Regions from separate parts of the Gossypium hirsutum genome. Here region 2 is linked to region 1. The links are chromatin contacts, called in public Hi-C maps. All regions are on one chromosome and are shown on one strand. The core of a region is the stretch at or near the end of the contact, and the rest is flanking DNA. Distances in the headings are between cores, read along the strand shown. Region 1 holds the start of LOC107926590 (ketol-acid reductoisomerase, chloroplastic). Region 2 holds the start of LOC107926661.

Region 1 (4,130 bases), core at 1,006-3,505:
TGAACAGCACCGAGAAGAATGCCTAGAAATGATTGTCAAAGCACAATAAGCTAAAAGAAAAAGCATATAAGTTGATCGCAGAAGTGCATGGTAAATTACTTACCCCGCTCCCCGAAGATGTCACTCTTGTACTCCTGTTCTAAAGTAGTAACAAAGGTGAAAGGTGATCCAAGGGCAACCGACCACCCCAAGGCAACATCAGTAGCTCTACCATCAAAGTCCTGTGCACAAAGAAAATTAGTCAATGCCTTAACAGGAAAAGAAAAGAAAAGAGAACGGAGCAAGACAAGGAAAAAAATACCTGATGGACTCCAAAACTAGAATTGATTCCAGCACCGTTGATCTCTTTCCCTTGAACATAAAGTCTCCTTACAGATGGACCCATTCCTTTAGGACACACAGCAATTACACTAATGTTCTTTGGGAAATCAAGGCCCATTGATTGCAAGTGTCCAAGAAGAAAGCCATGGGAAAGCCCAAGGATGCTATTGGGTTTCATGTGGGAGAATATCTTCTCATGATTGTCAGCCTGCAAAATCACATAGAATTCAATTCTTTGCGCAAGAAAAATCATATAATTAGTAAGACCAATGACCAACCAGTTATTTTCATTAGTAGTTTAGCCAAAAGAAATATTATATTGAAACAAACCTATGCAGCATCAGAAATTAAGAGTAATACAAGATCACTTCCAGAAATAGTTTCCCACATATCACCCAAAGTGCCATTTTCTTCAGAGAACCCAGCAGCGCGAGCTTCAGCAAAAGAAGGAGAACCGGTCCTGAGTCCAACCTGTAATTTTATATTATTTAAATATTTCTCAAAAATATTATATTATATTTTATAAATGTAAATGCCTACATCTCTAAAATAAATAAAAAATAAAACCATTAAATTTTTGTACGTATTATAAAATTTTTTCTATTTTCTATTTTAACATTCTAGGTTTTTTTAGCAGGTGCACCTAAAAAACCAAAACTTAAAACACGTAAAAAGGCTAAAGCTTGAAATGTTTAAGAATTTGAGTAACATTAATTTATTTTCTTTCCAGCTTAAAACGCCATCTTTTTTCCTTTAACGTTATGAAAGCCAGAAAATGAGAATAGCGGGATGTTATTGTCGCTATTCTTGCGGCCATTATGCGCCGCTATTGTTGTGATTTATATTCACAACCATTTTCTTCCGCTATTTGAATTGCTGATAACAACGTAACTGAACTAAAGAGATCACCTTGACAATGATATTAGATTTTGCATCAGCAAGAGAATCCCTTAAATTTTGAGCTTGAGCAGGTCCCTGAAAGAAGTTTGTTAGCAGTTAGTAAGTTGGAGATTTTATCCCTCTACTTACATTCCGATATACATTGAACAAAGGGGTACTTCATGAAACCATAATGAAGAATATGAAAGATATAAACAGCAACCCATGTTGCTGGGGCAACAATATCTATTACAAGAAGCAAAATACCATTTCTTTCTTTAGTTGAGTGAAGATGCAAAGTATTTTTATACAACAATACATGGATACCACTTGCTTAATAAACCAAAAGCTATATAACATAACACAACGCACACGATGCCATCAAACCAGAGGCAAATTTAGAGGCCATCAAATGAATTTTTTTTTTCCAAAATGATGGAATTATAAATGAATACAAAATAAAATTACACCAAATATTTTATAATTCAATTCCAGGATAAAATAATATTTATATTTACTCCATGCATACACGAATTGCAATGTCTAATATATATACAAGAGTGGAGAAGTCATAAATGGCCATATATAAATAAAACGAAAATAAAGCCTAAGACAAAAAAAATGATAAAAATAAAATTCTGGGGGTTTGGTTTGGTACCTGGGAGCCCCAGCCAATAACACCAATCTGCTTAATCCCTTTGAAAGCATCAGGCAGCAACTTAAACAAATCTCTTCCTCCTCTCACAATGTACTATAAAAAAAAAACCCAAATCAATAAGCTCTCGAAATGAGATTACAAAAAAAAAAAAAAACCCACTTCGTGGTGACCAGCGAGGGAGACTTTCTCTTTCTTAAAGACACAAGTTTGGAAATCGAGAGATATGTGGGTTTGGGAGGCCATAGCTGAGTCGCAGCAATTATGAATAGTCAGTGTAGTTGGTATGAGAGGACTCAAAAAAACTGAAAATGGACGTCAAGAAACCTAAATTAAAGTTTTGGAGGAAATTGAGGGAGAGAGAGCAGTGAAGTAAGTAGGCGCCAAATATTGAGCTTTAGCAAAAAGGGGGCACAAGCATTTGGAATTTAGTCTACAAATTTAATCTTTTTAAGTTTGTTTTTCTTTTATTATTAATTTGTTAGTATCACTTTTTAAAATAAAATAATTATTATTTGATAGCAATATAATTTAAATAATAAGGATTAAATTTTTAAAAAGATATAAAATGTACATGAACTTTTATTTCGATACTTTCATATCAATCCAAATGTTCTGTTCCGTTAGTAAACCTAAATAATAAACTTTGATTTTATTATTTATTTTAAATTTATGTAATAATAAATTGTATTAACGAAGGTTATTAATTATAATATTAAGTAAGCTTCTGAGGTGGGCCAGCCCTGCCCTCTGCAACTTTCGGCTTTAGTAGGCGCTACTGTATCAAATGTAACGCAATGGTGAATAATAAAATTGTCAACCATCAGTATTTAGGGAAAAAAAAAAGAAAAGAAAAAGAAATATTGTGCCTACAATCAAAATTCTAATTAAATTACCCATAAACGAGAAGTAATGGTAAACATGTGAAAAATCTTGGTTTTTACCATAAATAATTATATTTAATTATAAAATAATCAATGTTGCCCTTTTTGTCGTCCAATTATTTTAGAGTTTTGGGTGTTTTCATTGTTTAGTTTAGTTAAGGTTTTGGCAAGAAGGTAGATTCATTCAAGCTTGAGGAATAGACGTAGGACAATGGAGTTTCTCTGTGAGGAAGAGAGGAAAATGCGTTGAAGTAGGGCCCTTGGTTTGTTGTAGCAAGGATAGGCAAAATGGGGCAAGTTTGCATTGAAATCAGCTTGGATGAACCTCTCATTGTAGACAAGTAAATGTAAAAGAAATGATTTTGAGAAAGATCACATTTTCACATATCTGAAAGTGGTAGCTGATAGACATGCTGAAGGTATTTGCGGGGAGATTGGTGGCCCACCTCAACAATGCCAAGGAGTTAGTATAGACGCACAAAGGATATTTTCCTCAAAATCATGCCTACTAATATTCACATTCTGCATCTTGTAACTTCATTTCACATTCTTCTACTCAATCATTTTTCCAAAAATATTTCTCTCTCAAATTAGTCACCAAAACAATTGTAATTTCTCAAAATTTTAACACACATAAAATTAACTAATCATATTATTTAGACATGAAACAATTCAAATGTAATTATAAAATGGATAAACTACATCGGTAGTCATCTAACTATTAGTATTTTTTTTATGTTCGTTCAACTATAAAAAGTTACAAAATGATTAATTAACTATTTGAATTTTTCTTTTTTTGGTCATCAACTATTAAATTACTAAAAAAAAATAATTTGGCAACTTTTAAAATTGATATAATAATAACTTTAACCATTAACATTTATATATTGTATCAATACTAACATTATTCAATATTAAAAGTATAATTATTTACTTCAAAATTTGAATGCAAAAATATATTATATAAACTTTTGATTTCTAATATTATATAATTCAAATGTGCAATTGTTGTATTTAAAGGTATAAGAAGAATCACTCCATTCCAAAAAAGAAAAAAAAACTTATATTATATATTGAAAATAGTATTTTGTGATGTACAATATTTTTTTTATTGTTCTGCACACAGTTTAAGAAATTTGTTTGGAACAAAAAAAAAAATTATACAATAACTAAGAATTGTAATTTGAAAAGAATTATTCATATATAAAATTAATCAAACATATTAATATAAGATGTGGGGTCATTATTAATAAACAACATTTACAATAGTTTGCATTTATATAATTTGATTTATTTTAAAAAGTGATTAAATTTATAGGGTAATAATGAATTTTTAAGAAAAAATTTATGTTTTATCATATTGACTAAAGAACACTTTTATATCTCACACT
Region 2 (4,130 bases), core at 1,129-3,628, 150 kb before region 1:
GTTATGAATTAATTTTAGTGAGTATATAAAGAAATAGGTAGAAAAATAAGGCACCATCACTAACACTTAATATCGATAATATATTATATACTATATATTATTCATATTTTAATAAATCAATATTTACAAAAAAAAATCAATAAGATCCAACAAATAATTTAAGGGCCATCTAAATACAAATGAATGAGTTGAAGGACTAAATTTATATATTATTCATATTTTAAAAAATCAATATTTACAAAAAAATACTTAAAATTTTTTTTATTCATATCATATTTATGTTATTTGGTATGTTGTATTATAATTATTTAAATCAGTATTATATATATATACTCTTTAATAAACAAGAAAAGCTGCTGTTTTTTTTTTTAAAGAATGGCTCAACTTTTGTTGTATGCTCAAATTTGTAACTTTATTTTTTCCTTCAATTTTTATAATATTATAATTAATCCAAATACTTCATTCAAATTAAAATGTTTTTTAATTTTATCATACTCAAAATTAAAATTTAATCTTTATATTTTAATTTTTCACATAATTAAACAACTCAACATTTATAACAACATTATCAGTCTAAATCCTTCACTTTAATTAAAATGTTGTTGTGGACATGTCCAAATACATACCCTTTAGTTTTTTGAAATAATGGTTGATTTTCAATTTTAGTCCACATACTATGCTCAAATTTGAAATTTAATCTCTATACTTATATTTGACATAATTTGGTACTTTTTAACTTTTTGATTTTCATTAATTAGTCTAAATACCTTATTTTGAATAAAATGTTTATGTAATTTTTTAAGAATTGACAACATTGTTAAAATTCTTTGTTAAGTTCAAATTTATTAAATTGTCAATTTTTTCGTTATATGATTATCAAATAAATATTTTTTTATAAAATTTCAATATGTTGCATAAAAAAATTGTAATACTGTTAATAGCTGAATTTAAAATTTTAAATTCTATAATAAACGATTTGATAAATAAAATAAATTTAAAAAAATGAAAAATTAAATAAAGTTGGGGTGAAATAAGCGATTATGATTTTATTAATGGGGAGTACGAGGCGGGACAAAATAGAGATTAGGTTAGTAGAAATAAAGCAAATAGTTGAAAAGCAAGAGTGAGAGGAGTGAACATTAAAGCATGACCGTTGAGGTGGTGCTGCAAAAGTGGTAGCCTTGCAGATTCTGACAGCAGAGACGCGTCTTCTCTGTTGCATGGGAATGAATACGAAAGGAAAGGGACAAGTAGGGATAGCAGTAATACAGTTGTCAGGACAAGCTCCTTTCTCTTCCGGACAAGACCCATCACCATTTGGACTACAAATTCCTAAGCCCTGTTTGGGCCTTTTCAATCGTGGAATGATTTGTTGAAAGAGAAGGTCAGCCCACACAAATCTATAGGATCCTTAACACTACCCTATCAAAACCAAGGAAAGAAACATCAAAGGAATCTAAGAAAATACAAGGTTGTAGTGATTGAAATCGAAAATAGACTCAAACTGATATATTTGGTAATAAATTTTGTTATTATTATTTATTTAATATATAATTGATTTTAATTTTTATTATATAAAAATAAATATTTTATATTTAAATTAGTTAAAATAATTCAAAAGTTGTTGAAAAAATAATGTTTTTGAGAAATATTTTATGCGAAAAATCTTAAAATTTTCTCAAAAATATTCAAAAGCCATAAAATAAATTTCATTTTATCAAAATAAATCTAAAAAATCAAAGCAAAAAATTAATATGAAAAAATCGATAATCAAACTGAGTCAAACTAAATTATGATGGACAGTTCAAAAAAATTAAAAAATCTGATCGAACCGAACCGATATCACCCTAAAAGAGACATAATAATTCAACTCTCTCACAATTCCTTTTTCTTGTTCTTATTTAATCCACTTTTTAAACCATATATATTAGTTTAAAATTTTAATTTACAAAATAATTAAGTACTAAAATTATTTAGCGATATAGTTTAAATTTTGAAGTCGGTACATTTACATTAACTTTCATTTTCTAAAGTGAAAGTCAATCTTTGAAGGTGACAACTTCAAAGTCAAACCCTTAAAATATCAACTTTAATTGACACATTTATGCCTAATGCAACAAATGACATTATGCTAGATTTGTTTTTGGCATTATTGTTAGAATTAGATCAATCGACCGTATCAATTAAGTTAAGAACCATTTGCTATGCTGATAAAAAAAAAAGTTAAATTGATTTTCAAGTGAACTGTTCTAAATCGATTGAGTCAGGAATAAATTATTGAAGCAAATTTTATAAATTTTTAATAAATTTTAAATTTTTATATAATATAAATAATTTTATTTAATTAAATCCAAACTGAACTGAAAACCGATAAATTGATAGGGTGTATAAGATAATACTACTTTATTTAATAAAACCCTAAATTGAAAGAAGCTCTGCTTGGAGATGTCCTTTTTTGGTTGCAGATTAAACTATCCTCTGCTAAACCTCATACTTTCCAAGCAGCCCTCGTCCTACCCACTCGCCGCTTTGACTCGCTCTCAAATCAGGTTCTACTCTACCAACGGCGACGACAACGACGACGTTAGTAACAAAGGTAAACCAATGTTCCAACTTAGTCTCTGGTTAATTCACGAGGTACTTTAGGAATAGTAACGTTTTGCAAAATTGGATTCTTGCAGAGCTGAAAAGGCGAATACAGAAGTTCCTTGATGGCGATGAAGATGCTATGCCTTCAATCTTTGAAGGGATTCTGAAGAGGAAGTTGTCAGGGAAACATGAGGAAAGTGATGATGAATTGATGAAAGAGATTCGCGGTGAATGGAAACAGCCTCTAGATGATGCTGACGATCTAGAATTCGATTCTGATTTGACCGACTCTTCTGGTACTGATGGAGACTAATTGTAGGTCAGAAAGGTGCATTATCTGGATGATCATATCTTATGAAACAATATATGAAGATATTAATCGTTTATACTTGAAATGATCAAGAGAGTAGGGCAATTTTATTCTATTTTCCTAGAATTCTGCTGTTTATTTCTTTAGTGGTTGTTAGCAAAAGTAACGCAGAATGTTTGTTAGTAAATTTATTGTGATCAATTTTTAATTTAATTGATTCAATTGATTAATTTTATTAATAGTGCATTGAAGATGTATTCAATTGATTGGTTTGATTAATGGTGTATTGAAGATGTTCAGTGATATATTCTTAATACTGTGGTGAAGATAGAAAAGCCCTTGGGAAAGCTGTCCCACTACTCTATCCTTGAGTTCAATAGGGTCGGGGATGTCTGAAAATATGCTGATTTTCCTAAAAATGCTTTCTTTAGATTATATTTTGTTTTTTTAAATGAATAAATTAATCTACGTATATTAAAGTAAAGAGTAAATTAATCTTTTTATTAAAAATTGTAATTATTTCTATTATTAAAAATTATTTCTCATATGTTAAAATGAGGTGCACATGTAACTACTTAATTATTTTGTCAACTGCACCAGTTTTTATTAATAGAATGAATAAAAATTTTAGTTTGGTCTCTAATCTAATGTAAAGAGATTAAGAGCTAATCTAGCATTGCTTTTAAAAAGTATTTTTGGGATAAAAAATACTTTTGAAGAGAAGTTAAAATTTTTTGTTTATGTTAAAAGCATTTTTGGGGTTTAAAAAGTATTTTTCTCTAAAAAAGTATATTATTTAGTAATATTTTAACTTCAAAAGTGTTTCTTAGAAAGAATTTTAATATAATCTTAATTTACTTATAAAAAAGACATGCATTTTGACATCTTGTACAGAATTTTTCATAATACTCTTTCGGTTGGTATTCTATTCATCAACTAAGACCTTTAAATTGTTCCATGATTCAAGGATGAAGCCAGCCAATCCATGTAAAAGTTGAAACTCTTACATTATGAGGTTGTTTCTCGGGTGGCGTGGATTTTGGTATTCCCCTAAAAACAAAGTGAGACTAGCATTGTGGGCTGACCTTCTCTTTCAACAAATCATTCCCCAATTGAAAAGGCCCAAGCAGGGTTTAGGAAATTGTAGTCCAAAATAGTGCTGTGTCTTGTCTGGAAGAGAAAGGAGCTCCTCCTGACAACTGTAACACGGCTATCCCTACATGTCTCTTTC

The links. A called contact is a pair of places that touch in the nucleus more often than the background predicts.
Region 2: a Hi-C map of leaf shows a contact between it and region 1, with 5 times the contacts expected there. The contact joins the promoter of LOC107926661 here to the promoter of LOC107926590 in region 1. A contact is called at or near these places in 9 of 34 Hi-C or Micro-C datasets (callus, hypocotyl, leaf and 1 more).

The regions. Positions count from the first base shown.
Region 1 is chrA07:7,902,478-7,906,607 of Gossypium_hirsutum_v2.1, reverse strand. LOC107926590 (ketol-acid reductoisomerase, chloroplastic) reads right to left here and starts at 2,255. Exons shown (of 10, transcript XM_041117465.1): 1 at 2,018-2,255; 2 at 1,859-1,951; 3 at 1,231-1,296; 4 at 682-792; 5 at 302-529; 6 at 104-221; 7 at 1-22. The coding sequence starts at 2,101.
Region 2 is chrA07:8,051,322-8,055,451 of Gossypium_hirsutum_v2.1, reverse strand. LOC107926661 reads left to right here and starts at 2,378. Exons shown (of 2, transcript XM_016857553.2): 1 at 2,378-2,596; 2 at 2,682-3,134. The coding sequence starts at 2,446. The coding sequence ends at 2,902.